2 separate regions of the Mus musculus genome follow, and region 1 is linked to region 2. The links are chromatin contacts, called in public Micro-C maps. All regions are on one chromosome and are shown on one strand. Each heading gives the region's core, a stretch centred on a gene start, on an enhancer-like site or on the middle of the called end of the contact. The rest is flanking DNA. Distances are from core to core; before and after follow the strand shown.

Region 1 (6,851 bases), core at 2,737-5,236, 3.6 Mb after region 2:
CGCGGGCTTATGTGTTAGATGTGAAATATCCCCTGACAAACGAATCACCAATTTGTGAATTGGGATTCAGGGGTTTTTTGCAAGTTTGTCTCAGTAACGAGACACCTCTAAATTAGTGACTTCCTCAGCACCTAAGGCGCTGAGCTTTATACATGTAGTAAATTTCACATCAAATTAAGAGCATTTTCGTTTCAAAAAAAATACATAATCATACAGACAGTCAATACCCATCTCTTATGTACTGAGTCTCAGAAGACCTGCAGCTAGTGAGCAGGTACCCTAGAAAAGAGCAAAGAGGGGCCGAGGGGCCAACCCAGCCCACCACGCAAGCTCACCGCCGTGCCGCTGCTGCCGTGTGCGTTAAGCGAGGACCCGCTCGGCCGCTCCTTGCGGTGAGGCATCTAGGCTTCCATCCCTGCCCAGAGTATCTGTAGGAAGCAGTGACTTATTTCTCAGCCGCCACCAATGAGTTCTACAAAGATGCTGTCTGGGACCCCATGTATATATACCAAGCAGCTTCCCCAGATCCCACCAAACCTCCAGGCCCCAGTATAACATCTCTCTCTCTCTCTTACACACACACACACACACACCCCTCCATACCCCTAAGCAGACCTCCAGACCACAGCATAGCCTCTCTCTCTCTCTCTCTCTCTCTCTCTCACACACACACACACACACACACACACACACACACACACACACACACACACGTTTTCTAGGCAGTTCCATGTCTGCTAATTTGGCTAATGACAGCCTAAAACATATGCTCGCCATTATTGCCCTGCAATGTTTCAGAACAAATCTGATTTCTTTGGTATTTTGACTTAGAGCCGTGTTACCAAGCGTGTCTCCTCTTGCATCAGTGGAGAGAACCTTGGGGCGGGGGTGGGGGGGTGGGGGTGGGGGTGCCGCTCCCCTCAGTTGGCTGGGGAGCCTAGGATCTCTCACCACCCAGTGAAGAAGACGCAGTTTGTATAGGACACCTCTTTCCACAGAAGCCAGGGCACAGAGATGCAGGAGCATCACTGGGAAGCCACCAGTCACCTAGAGCTTCCACGGCAGGCAGACAGGACCTGTCTTTGTTTGCCTACTCTGCACCTCCCTGCTTCTCCAATAGACCCCCAGAATGGTGCTGCCTGGGCCTAATGTATTCCAGACCCCCTCAGGATCACAGGCCCTTGAGGCATTGAGAGCTGGCCAGACAGCAATCAGCAAATGGGCTTTCTCCCCTCCTCCCCAGAGCTACTCAGGGACTTTCCTATGTGCCACAGACACCTGAAATAAAATTGTGCCTCAGTCCCCAGAAGCTACCCTGGGGGCTTTTCAGGGGGCCCCTGAAGAAGGGGTGGGGAAGGGCGGGTTTCTAGCTACCCCTTTCACTGGCTCCGGGTTGTCTCCAAGGGCAATAGAGGAACACACACACACACACACACACACACAGACACACACGCACATGCACACACTGACACACAGACACACACACTGACACACACATACACACAGACACACACATACACACAGACATACACACACAGAGAGACATGGAAAGGGGAGGAGGGAAGTCTACAAACATAACCTGGACTTCTCTGACACAGATTTAACCCTTATGTGTCAAAACTACATGCTATCCTGGGTACCCACATGGTGCTTTTTCTGTTAAACTTCTAGATCTCTGTCTTAACATTCAGCATGCAATGATAAAACATGGTCTGAGGTACATAGACTGAACCGATTCAATGGAAGGTAAGTGTCTCCCCTCCTATGATTTGCTTCACCTCTCCGCTGCCCTGGGAAGTTCTCTGACCTGAGACTGTTTGGGGGTGAGGGAGGGTGTTCTATCCTCCTGGAAGAGTTGGGTGGCTGTTCAGTCCCCTGCTTTGGACATCCCAGGTCATTTACCTCAAGGAAGTTTTTGAAAAACCAAAGCGGACCCAAGGGATGGGTTATCCAGTCCTGGGAGGGGGGGTGGGGGTGGGGGAGAGGATGCCATAAAGGAACACCCACTGAAGGTCAACAGAGATAGAATTCCCACCCAAATTCTACCAAAGCACCACATTTTTCCACTACCAGGACCCAACTCAGATGTGACAAGTAGCATCAAGCGCCCATCTACCAAGCTGCCCCAGCCTGCCCTCAGCCTGTTTCTCACAACACAAACCAGAAACTCACCATTGGAAGCCCCAGGCCTTAAGCCTTGACCCGAATCTCCACTGCTCCCTCTGCCAAACGCATCTGTGGTGGACCACGACCCTTCTTCCCAGAACACTGCTGAGATCACAAACATAGACGTGCAATTGATAAGAGACACAAGTTCCCTGCACCAAACACCAGGACCCAGACGCGGCTGAGGCTTGGCCAAGCCGCCTGTTGCAGGGACCTCAGCGGGTTTGCAAACTGGCCCAGCATTGACCCGCTTCTCCAAGCTGTGGTGGGAGACCCCGGTCCCGCGCCCACCCGCAGCCGAGCCCCGCCCGCCCGAGCAGAGGGAAGTGAGCAGAATGCCACGCTCATTTACACACAAAATGATTTTGTGTCCCATTGTGCTCGCAGTTGTTCAGCTCTCTGGGGGTGATTAAACTGGCTGAGCTGCGGCAGCTTGAGACGATTTCACTAAATCGCTTCTTCGTGAAGTCGCTTCTTTTGCTAAGCTGTTATCTTAACCATAAAAGGTAAACAGAAGGCGCCTCTCCAGTTCCCTTCAGCTCTTACGCCCAGGGCGCTTGCCCGAGGCAGCAGTGCCAGGGGCCTGCAGGACTGTCCAGGGGTGGAACGGGAGGGACGCAGCGGGCCACCTGGTGCGCGCCAGCGGGGCCGCAAAGCCAGCCGGCCGGTGTGAACTTCGGGGCTACAGGATCCGCTGGGCCGAACCTCCGGCCCCGCGGGCGGGGTGGCCAAGGTACCCGAAGGGCCCAGCGAAGAAGGGGTGGGAGTGCGGTGGGGGGCGGAGACAAAGTTAAATCAAGAGGCAGACACTTCAAGACCACAGATGGGAAGCTCGCCTAATTAAGGACGTAAAAGCGCTTTTGTTCTCAAAGTTTATTGTTGCCGGGATTTAAAAAAAATTAATTGAAACTAATGCTGTTATTCACTCGCGCAGTTAAATTCCTTCATGCACATTTGAGACACGGAGTGAAAACTTGAAGGTTTATCTTTCTACAGTCGGGGGCTTCTCGAGGGAGGGTAGAGAGGTGCTACTGTGACGCGAGAGTGGGAGAATGAGGGTGTTCGCATCCAGATGAGGGGGTGCGTGTGGGCAGTGGAAATCTAGAGACCGCGGTCCGGTCTTGGGGCGGCGCGTTCCCCGCCCCACATCCTTCCTGAGCTTGGAACCACCACCAGTGCGTCTAGCATGAGACTCGTAGGGTGGGCGTCAGAGAACGCACATCTGTCCCGTTAGAGACTTTTTTCTTTTCTATAAATTGGGCGCCAACCCGGTCCTGTGAGCCCCGAAAGCCCAGCTGCATGGAGCCGGTTTCAGACTCAGGAAAGTCATCAGCTCTGCAGGGCACTCGAGCCCATACTGGAACCAGAGTGCGGAGGACCTGGACGCATATTCCGCACAGCAGGATGATCAGAGCCCGGCCGAGTGGGGAGGGTCCACCCGCGGCTAGGACCAGCCCACGTGGGCACCCCCCCGCCCCGTGCGCGCCAGGCCTTTGTGCTGGGCGCCCCCACGCCGCCAGCCCCTGCGCTCAGCAGAGGGACAAAGCAGCCGCCCCCCCGCCCCCAGCCTAGGTCCCGGCCCGGGGCCGAGTGACTTTCTCGGAATTGCAGCCACTTTGGGAACCAGGGGTGTGCGGCACTGAGCGGTGGCCGCCCGTGCTGGGCTTACCTCGGAGCCGGAGCAGTGGATCGGGCACCGGCGCAGCCCCCGCCCCCCGCAGCCGCCGGTGTCGGGCGCCCGGCGCAGCCCCGTCGCCTAGCGCTCGATGCGCGCGGGTCGCTCCGGTCTCGTCCTGGAGTTACTTTCTCTCTCGCCCCCAACCCTCCCCCCACCCACCCCTCCCGCCCCGGCCCCCGCTCCGCGCGGCCCCTCGCGGCGCGCCGCGCCGGGGCCTCCCCTCCCCGCCCTCCCCTCGCCTCCTCCCTCTTCGCCGCGGCCGCCGCCGCCTCCTTTTCGCGCAGCTCTCCGGCTGCCCTCCCGCCGCTCCCACCTCTTCTCCTCCCTCTCTCTCCAGCGGCCTCCCCCGATGGCTGGAGGGGAGAAAATAGCCCCCCAAAACCAGCCGGTAGCCTGTGCGCCTCGCCGCGGCCCAGCCCGGATTGCAAAGGGCAGCGATCCGGTTCCAAATTACCCCGGCGCGGCGAGCGCGAGCGGGCGCGCGCGGGCGACTCCTGGCTCGGGGCTCGGCTGCGCCTCGGGGCAGAGGATTAGAGTCGCAATTAGCTCCGCGCGCCCGCGCCTGCCGCGCTCCGCGACAAAAAAAAAATGCACCGTTCCCCACCGCCACCACTTCCTTCCCACCTCGCGATCCCCACCCGTGGGTCCCGGAGCCCCGTGCCTGGGTGCCAGGGGGCTGGACCAGTACCCTTCCGGGAGCGCTGCGCCCGAGCCCCGCGCCCTCTGCGCCCCAGCCCCCCGCCGTCCGGCCACGCGGCGCCCGGGCCTCCTCCGGGCTCGAGGAGGGGGCGGGGGAGAGGCTGATTTTAATCATTGTCATTTCATCTGATGTAATATTTCCCCGGGCGCTTTCAGCTGGGCATAAATTTTCGACTCCCAAATAAGTAACACAGGGCACGTTTCTCACATTTCTCGACTCCTCGGTTACAAAGAGGAGAGAAGCAGCCGCCGCCGCGGCGCCCCGGGGCTGAGGGCGGGACTTGGTGTGGGGAGGGGAGAGAAACTGGGCTGCCAGGCGGCTTACCTCCCTCTCTCCCTCCCTCTCTCCCCGGGTCTCGGCCCCGGCTGCCCCTCTCCCGGGGAGCAGCGCCGGCCGTGACGTCTGCGGACACGCGGTGGCCACCGCGGGGGAGGGGAGCGCGGGGCACCCGGCCCGTCGCCTGCGGCCACTCGCGCCATTTCCTGGACGAGCGCGGCGCGATGGAGACGGCGGCGGCCAAAGGTCCCTGCGGCGCGGAGGCCTGCACCCAGAATGCCCCTAGCTGCTCCCCCGCTGCCCCTTCCTCCTCCTCCTCCTTCCCTTGCGCCCCGCCCGTCCCTCCTCCTCGACCATTTCTCGGCTCCTAGGAAACGGATCGCGGCCGGTGCGCTTTGCCCAGACTGCGCCCCCGCCTGGTTCCCGGGACTCCCGGGCCAAAGGCAGGCTTTCGGCTAGGAAGGCGGGTGCGCTTCGGCCGGGAGCAGCGGCGCGGGCCCCCCTTTACAGACTCCGGCCGGGCCTGGGCGCCCTCTACTGGCCAAACTCCTGGGGGTGCTCTCGAGGCCAGACGGGAACACTGGAGAAAGATAATGGGGGTGGGGGCTTGGGGAGAGGACCCAGTCTCCCCTTATTCAGGGGACCTCTAGTGCGGAGAGAGCATCCGTCCGCGCGTCTGTAACTTCACGCGGGAATAAGAAACTTTCCTCCTGAGGGAGTTATTTATTTATTTATTTATTATCTCAAACTACTGGAGAAGGGGGAAATTTTCTCATTAAAGTTACATCCCCGCAGTTAGTTCAATTACTTGATATATGCAGAAGATGTTGTAAATTTATAGATTTAAATAGCTTACAAAGATGCCGCAGGCCCCATCAGTTAATTTCCTTAATTTATGGATTTTAAGCTGCTCCTAGAACAGAAAGGGGCCCGCGAAGTAGGTCAGGGATCTGTGCTGTGGGGGCCCATGGTCGCCCACGTTTGCTTCCCAGGCTCTGAAACCACCCTGGACTAGCTCCCAGCTTTGCTTAAACAGTGCTACTCTTCTGGTGAGCATGCAGGTGAGGGAGGTCCTGTTCGGCTGGATGGTCTGCTCAGTTCTTTGCTGGCTTCCCCAGGCTTTGGACAGCTCAAGGTAGTAGAACTTAGAAACAGTAAACCCCCCCAGTGTTGAAAAAGCTGACCCTTAGAATGAGGTGAAAAGCACTTTGCAAGAATGGTGACCTCAGTAGAGCAAGCTGCTATGTGAATGCCCTCAGCTTCAGAGAGAAAACCTTTCCTAGGCTTTGAAACAGGGAGAGCCAGGAGAGTATGCTAGGCTCACTTGAGGAGTGACGCTCTGAAAACTGCTTGTCACCGCCCGACGGGCCTCAGTACCCCCTCTCTTCTTGTCACCTGCATGGCTGTGGGTGAGTCTTTGTTTTGTGTTCAATACGGGTGAATACATACATATAAATTCATACTTAAAAGATTGGAATAAACTCAACTGTTTTAGGAAGCCACATGGCAATGTGATTAGGACTGGTATTCATGATTTAACATTTCTTTTCCCTCTAGATGAAGTTTCTAAGATTCACAAGGCACATGTCAAGGACGGGTGTATAAATGGATTTTTATTTATTCACAACTCCACGACTAATTGCTTCCCCTTGCCTCAAGGCCACGAGATTGGTTTTAATATGACACTTCAAAAGTATTCATAGAACTCCAGAGATAGCAAGTGTCATTGTTTAAGAGACAAATCTCACCGTGATACTGCTGACCCTGAAAAATAGCAGGTTTCACTTTATTTTAAATTCCCACATGTTTCTTTTTTTTTTTTAAGTTCCACTTGATACCAACTATATTAAAAATGCACAATTTAATCAGAACAAGGGCTGACCATTTTGAAGGACCTTTATTTCCTTGATGCTCCCGGTCTTTGTCTCCACCGTCTATCGTCTCTCATCGAATGGCTGAGCTCTGTGTGCGTCACGAAGGGTAAGCTTCGGTCTGAGTTTTGTCTCAGGTGTTTTAAAAGTTCCTGGCTAA
Region 2 (6,259 bases), core at 504-3,003:
GGTGGGGTCCTGGTATTCCAGGCTGGGTGGGGTCCTGTGTGATGTTTTGGAACTGGGCAATCTTACCTCCCCTCTTTGCACCTGGAGACCTGGCTTCTGGCCAACCTGAGTGTTTTCACTCCCCAAAATAGGGACCTAGACCCAGGTATGGCCACATCCCCATTCTGTTCTCTCTCCCGCTCTCTGGCAAGAGCCGCATCTCCCTTCTTTCCCTCAACAATTTATTAATTTGTTTCTGTAAGCTGGGGAAGAAGAATGCACCCGAGCTTTCCCTCCCCCGGGGTTTCCCAAGTCCTGCGGTCCCCTGTCAGCCTGTGACAGGGAGAAGGGGATTGGCGAGGCATCTGCCCTCCCACCTCTACCCGTCTGCTGCCATCGATCTTGCTAACCACCACCTCTGCGAAAAGAAGCCCTGGGCTCCCGCCAGACCTGCTGGCTCAGCCCTACCCCCTCTCTCTGGGGTGGCTCCCAGACTCTGCAGCCCCTCTTCCCCCCCCCCCCCGCGCGCCCTGCCTGGGAATCTGCAGCTAGGGCTCCGCACAGCAGTCCCCCTCCCCCAACCCCGCCTGCTGGGAAAGAGGAAAGGTGCTGTAAGAGTGGAATTAGGGTTTCCTCCATCATCAGGGACTCCACAGCAACCCCCAGTCCTCTGCCCTGCCCCCCACCCAGCCTCGTTCAAGCATCCCCCTAGCTCGTCCACAGAGGACCACACACAGAGGGGGAAGATCAGGAAACCACGGAGTCAGAGAGTGTTTAAGCCCGTGAACATGAACGCAAATCTGGGTTAATGGGTGTGAAGTGTAAACCCAGTGCGGCTGGATGCGGGGAGACAAATGTATCTCCAGGATGAAACCATAAGTGCATGTGGGCTGGGAGGGGGGTCCCCAACATTCCATCCCCACCATGCAGGTTCACTGCAGTGCTGCAGCCCCACCCGTTCCCCCTCCCTCCATACTTGTCTATGTTCCTCTATCTCAGCCCTTCTTCCTTCCTCTGTCTGTCCATCTGTTTGTCTGTCTGTCTCCTCCCAACTATGCGTCTCTGAAAGCTTGCTACCTGGATTTTTGTGCCTCTGTCTCTCCTGTATCTCTTGGTCTCTGTCTCTTTCAGGCGTTCTTAGTCCATCTCTGGTCACACCATCACCACCACCACCATCACCCTCTTCTCTCTCCCTTTAATCGTCCCTCTGTCCCTTAGCATGTCTGCCTGTCAAGGAATTTAGTAAATATCCACACTATACTAGGCAAACATGAGATAATGAATCCCCCCTTAGCTGGCCCATCTCGGAGTGCTGAAGTCTTCCAGAACCTCTTCTGGCTGCAGATCCCTCAGCTCCCACCTTTAAACCCCATCTCTTCCACCGCTGTGCTGGACCAGGCACCCGGTTGCCATGGCAACCTGTCCGCGCATCCTTTCTCTTGGGACTGTCACTCTCTAATCATAGGTCCCGCACAGGGAGGATATCTCCTGGGAGAGGGTGCTCAAGAAACCCCAAGGGATGTCAAAGAATGTGCTCATGGGCCTCCGCCCATGATAGGGGCAGATTCTCTCCCCTTCGTCTTCCTTTCCGTATGGGATTCTTCCTACATCCTGTCCCCTAAGCTCCTAGATTCCCCCACCTCTTTCCTAGCACCCATTCCCCAAGCGACGCTCACCGTTTGTGGGGCTCTGGGTTGGGGTGGCCATGCTGAGCCTGAGCAGGGGGTTGCTGAATGCTGAGGCAGCGAAGGCGCGGCTGCAGCAGCTGGAAGCAGGACAGACTGATGTGGTGGGGTAAGGTGGGGGGAGCCCTGGTAGAGTGGGGGCCTATAGCCAATGGGGGCCCGAAGAGCCCGCCCCCGTCCAAGCCATCCCCCCGCCCCCGCCCCCGCCCACTGCTGACGTCCCCGCCCCTTCCCCAAGGGTGGGGGCGCCCCCTGCCGGGGCCAAGGGGGCTCCCGAGTTTTCGCACAAGAGGCACTGATATCAACCAAGCGCTATCAAGAAGGAAAACCGAGTTTTATTAGAGGTCTGAGCAGCAAGGGGTGTCCGAAAGGCAGGGCTGATGCAGGGAACGCTGGGGGTGGTCACAGGCGAGCATCTGGGTGGGGAGAGGTGTCAGGTGCTAAGGGGGCTCTGCGGGGGTGAAAAGAGTAAGTGGCAAGCTCTCGCCACTATCCCACCCTGGCACTGGGCCCCTTGCCTCCCTCCCTCCAAACCCCTCTCCCTCCTTCCTCCCATCAACTGCAGAACCTGGCTGAGTTTCCTGGAGTCAGGTGGAGGTTCTACCGCCTGCGGGATGACAGACCTGAGAGGGACGCAGAGAGTTCTGGGGTAAGGGGGAGTCTGCAACCAGGGCTAACTCTCCGCCAAACCCATTCTGAGTCCAAGAAGAGGGGGCTCTTGAAAACAGCTGCCCCACAAACCCCGCAGTATCCCCGAACTCACGGCGGATGGAGCTGCGGAAAGTTCCCTCCTCTTCGTCGGGTTCCCCAGTTCTAAAAAGGAACAGATAGAGGAATTCGGATGGACCAGGAGAGGCAGCCGCTTCCGAGAAGCCCCCTAATGCAGGCCTTATTTCCCGACCCCCACCGTGGACTTGATATGAACGCGGTCCGTCAGAAACAAGAGCGCCCGGCTGCTGTTTCGGGGTGCGGCAGGAGGTGCTCCCAGCCTGTCACGGGTGAAGGCCTCCGGGATATTGGGGAAGGTACTTGACTTTGTTGGGAGAGGGACGGTCACAGCGTCTTGGGAGACTTGGGACTTGGGTCCAGTGAGTGACCCTAAGTCACCTTACCGCCCCGTGCCTCAGTTTCCTCATATGCAAAATGGGATTGATGATGGAGCGCACCTCATCCGGGTGGGGTAAGGAGTACATAATAGAGAAGGAATCGGGCACCTGGCGCGTAGTGCGCACTCAAGCATGCCAGAGGGTCGGCATGGAGGCATCTGTGATCATCTTAGCACGCAGAAGGCATGCCTACGTTTTCTGCGCTTTAAAGGTTTATTTCGAGAGGAATCCTGCGCGAGGATCGGGACTGGAGCTAAACTGGGCCGCCCTGTGAGGTGATCTCATTTCAGCGCGGCTGCTTCTGCCCAGCTTCGCCTCACCACGCTTGAGTTTCCATCTGCGGGGCTGGTGGGAGCCCAGCGCCCCCACTGGCTGGGCGCTAGGCCAGGCAGAGAGGGAGCTTGACCATCGCTCCGGCCCAGGAGCCTGTCTTAGGGTTTAACACACACTAAGCGCTTAATACATGTTCACTGCAGGATGGGTGCACTTGCTGCCTCGCCCCAACCGCCTCTCCACTGCGGAAGGAGCGAGGGAGGCCCAGAGGGACCACTCACCTCTGCTGTTGGTTGAATTTGCATCGACATCTCTTGCCTGTGGAGTGGGAGGGTATAGGCTGAGCTTCCCTCTCGCTCCCGCATCCCTAGGCTCTCCTCCAAACTGGGGAGGCCGCAGGGGGTGGGGCCTGAGGCGCGGCTGAAGAAGGGTAGGGTGTGGGGGCGTGGTCTGGGTGGGAGGTGAGGGGCGTGGTTTGAGGTGGGGGTGGGGTCTGTGCGGTGAGAGGTTGGAGTCAGGGTGGGACCTAAGAGAAGTGGTTGGAGACTGAGCCTGTGTTGGGCGTGAATAGCGCACAGGCTGCATGTGTTGCTGGGAGTGGGGTTTGGGGAGGGAAGGCTGGAGGCGGGATGGAGAAGACAGGTGCAGACACTCACTAAGGATGATAAGGATGCCCAAGATGAAGAGGATCCCAGCGATAGTGAGGCCGCCGATCCGCAGGGTGTGGTAATCTGTGGACAGCCCCGGAGGAGGGTGACCAGCGGGGAAGAGTATAGTATGCAGCTCAAGGAGGAGGAGAGAGAAGGGGAAAGGACAGATGTGAGAGGGGAGGAGAGGACAGGTTAGAGGAAGGAGGCAGGGAGGAGGTGGTAGGAAGAGGGAAAGGATGGAGAGGAGGATGCTGCTGAAAGTGGGGGTCGTAGAGGTTGAGGTACCTGATACTGATAAACCAGTTCAAATGAGACGGGGGGGGGGTCAAACAAACAGGCAAGGGGGTCTAAGACAACTAGAGCAGGAGAGAGTGGAGGATGTGGTGTGTGTGTATGAGAGAGAGAGACAGACAGAGACAGAGACAGTGACAGAGAGACAGAGAGAGGGAATAGAAACACGCAGGCCCTCTCTCCAAACCCCACAGTAGCTTCCCCTCACCGTAGGTGAATGGATCCGGTTCCTGTGGAGCTTCTAGAAAGAGAAATAAAGAGCAGCGTTAGAGTAGCTCCTGGGGTCTGTAACAGGGGAAAGTATAAGGGAGCCCTTCAGGGGCACCACTGATCTTCTTGGACTGGGAGTTTAGGTGCTACTGAGCCACTGGCAGGCTGCCAGCCTGCTCTGCGTCCTGGAACCTCCAGCACTGGTCCGGCACCCTGATATCTTGCAGATTGTTCATGTTTCCGTCACCCCGGGAATCCACCTTCCATCCACCCCCGCTGTTGCCTAGGAGACCCCTGATTTCCTGTTACATAGTGTCTAGTTTGGGGTCTCTCACTGGGTTTTCTTGGGGGGCTTTTCCCTACCTCTGCCACCCACATGGCTGAGATGCTGAGCACCTCCTTTGGACTCACCTGCACTGGCCATGGAGAGGAGACACACACACAGAGCCAGGATGTGGCCGGGAGATGCCATTGCCCTAGGGAGTCAGCCAGGGTCAAGAAATGTCCTCTGCCCTGCTCTCTTTCCCTCCTAAAGAGGATCTGAACCCGTGGGGTTAAGTCAAGGACGGCCTAAGGACTTAAGTGTCAGCCATTCAAGTTGAATGGCTCCCTTGCTTCACCCAAAACCATGTCCCTAAAACAACTCAATAATAGGGACCAGGAGACCACAGCATACACAGCAGCAAGACAGATGGGGAGAGGCAGAGTCCTGGGGGGATGGGGTGGCTCCCACAGGCTACTCCCATCCGTTAGCTGGTCCCAGAGTCTCAAAACCTACCCTTGTAAGGGAAGCAAGCTGCCTCTGGACATAGGTGGGAACACTAGGCGACATACAGCAGGACATGCCCAGCCCCACCTGCCCCTACACACCTCAACCAGTGGTCTCTCTGTACCCAGGCCGTCCCAGCTCTCCTGCCCTCGGCCGCCTGCCCGCTCTCTCCCTGACCCTGGGTATAAATATCTCCCACTTCACCCGGGAGGAATTTGCTGCACACGGGCCACCATGGCAACAGCTCCCCCCCCAAAGACTCAGGGGGTCCTGTATAACACTGCTGGGGTGAGGCCCAGCCAGGAGCCACATCCCTACAGGCCACCCCATCTCCTTTTCTTGAAGCTGTGAGAAAAGGGGGAACATCCCTCTCTTTGTCCACCTCTGGGTGACATCTTTCACAACAAGACTTTAGGCCAGTGAGTGACAGGCGGCCCATGCCTGAGAGAAGTCAGATGTTGTTTCAGGGACACACATACGGGCACAGACACATTTATGTACAGGTACACACACACACACAGAGTGGGTGTAGCTGGAACAGGAGCAAACAACACCCTCTCCCCAAACTGTTGATTAGAGAGCGCAGGGTTTAGACATAAGCACATTCTCTCGCTCTGGGCCTTCTGTGCCCCCCAAACAGAGACAGAAACAGACCTATACAAATGAGTATCTGAGCCTCACCCCCTGCCAGGGGTCTCGCAGTGGCCGCTGAAAAAGGGAGGAGTCTCTAACTCTCCCGCCCCTGTGCAACCCCTGTCCCCACACTCTCTCCTCCCTCTTGGGTCAGGCCTGCCTGAGAAGCCACAGGCTGGCCACTCTTGTTCCCAAAATAGGCCTCCCAGCTAGGGGAGCTGAGGGGCCCGGAGGGAGGGCTGGGGGACGCTCACCCCATTCACGCTGTCCCCTGTTGACAGAAGACCCCCAAATGTCCAGCTGTGCACCCTAGGAGCTAAGCACTTTGGACCCCCTGGCCCAGAACTGGATGCTCCACCCCCGCAGGCTCCCCTCCTGGCCACACCCCACTCTTGCCCTCCCCAACGAGCAACTGAAACTGGAGCCCAGGCTGGAGGGGGGCCAGGGGGCGGCCCCCAGCCCAGACTGCCCTGGCCCGCTAGCTAGGTTAACTCTCTCAGCACAGTCCCAGGAGCAGCATGTGATTGCGTGTGGACTGGACTATGAGAGGACACACACACACACACACACACACACACACACACACACACACAGAGAGAGAGAGAGAGAGAGAGAGAGAGAGAGAGAGAGAGAGAGCGCAAGAGAGAGAGAGAGAGAGAGAGA

What was found. Hi-C and Micro-C count contacts between places; a contact is called where the count stands out from the background.
Region 1: a contact with region 2 is called in a Micro-C map of embryonic stem cells, with 7 times the contacts expected there. The contact joins the promoter of Kctd15 here to the promoter of Fxyd7 in region 2. A contact is called at or near these places in 1 of 39 promoter capture datasets (cranial neural crest) and 1 of 484 Hi-C or Micro-C datasets (embryonic stem cells).

The regions. Positions count from the first base shown.
Region 1 is chr7:34,650,412-34,657,262 of GRCm38.p6, forward strand. Kctd15 (potassium channel tetramerisation domain containing 15) reads right to left here and starts at 3,987. Exons shown (of 7, transcript NM_001360820.1): 1 at 3,836-3,987; 2 at 2,173-2,271; 3 at 336-428. The coding sequence starts at 401.
Region 2 is chr7:31,049,701-31,055,959 of GRCm38.p6, forward strand. Fxyd7 (FXYD domain-containing ion transport regulator 7) reads right to left here and starts at 1,754. Exons shown (of 6, transcript NM_022007.1): 1 at 1,656-1,754. The coding sequence starts at 1,686. Fxyd1 (FXYD domain-containing ion transport regulator 1) reads right to left here and starts at 5,956. Exons shown (of 8, transcript NM_019503.4): 1 at 5,851-5,956; 2 at 4,606-4,670; 3 at 4,193-4,225; 4 at 3,700-3,774; 5 at 3,325-3,361; 6 at 2,428-2,477; 7 at 2,233-2,287; 8 at 1,978-2,115. The coding sequence starts at 5,855. The coding sequence ends at 2,265. The region is part of intron 2 of Gm38984 (a long non-coding RNA gene); the gene reads left to right.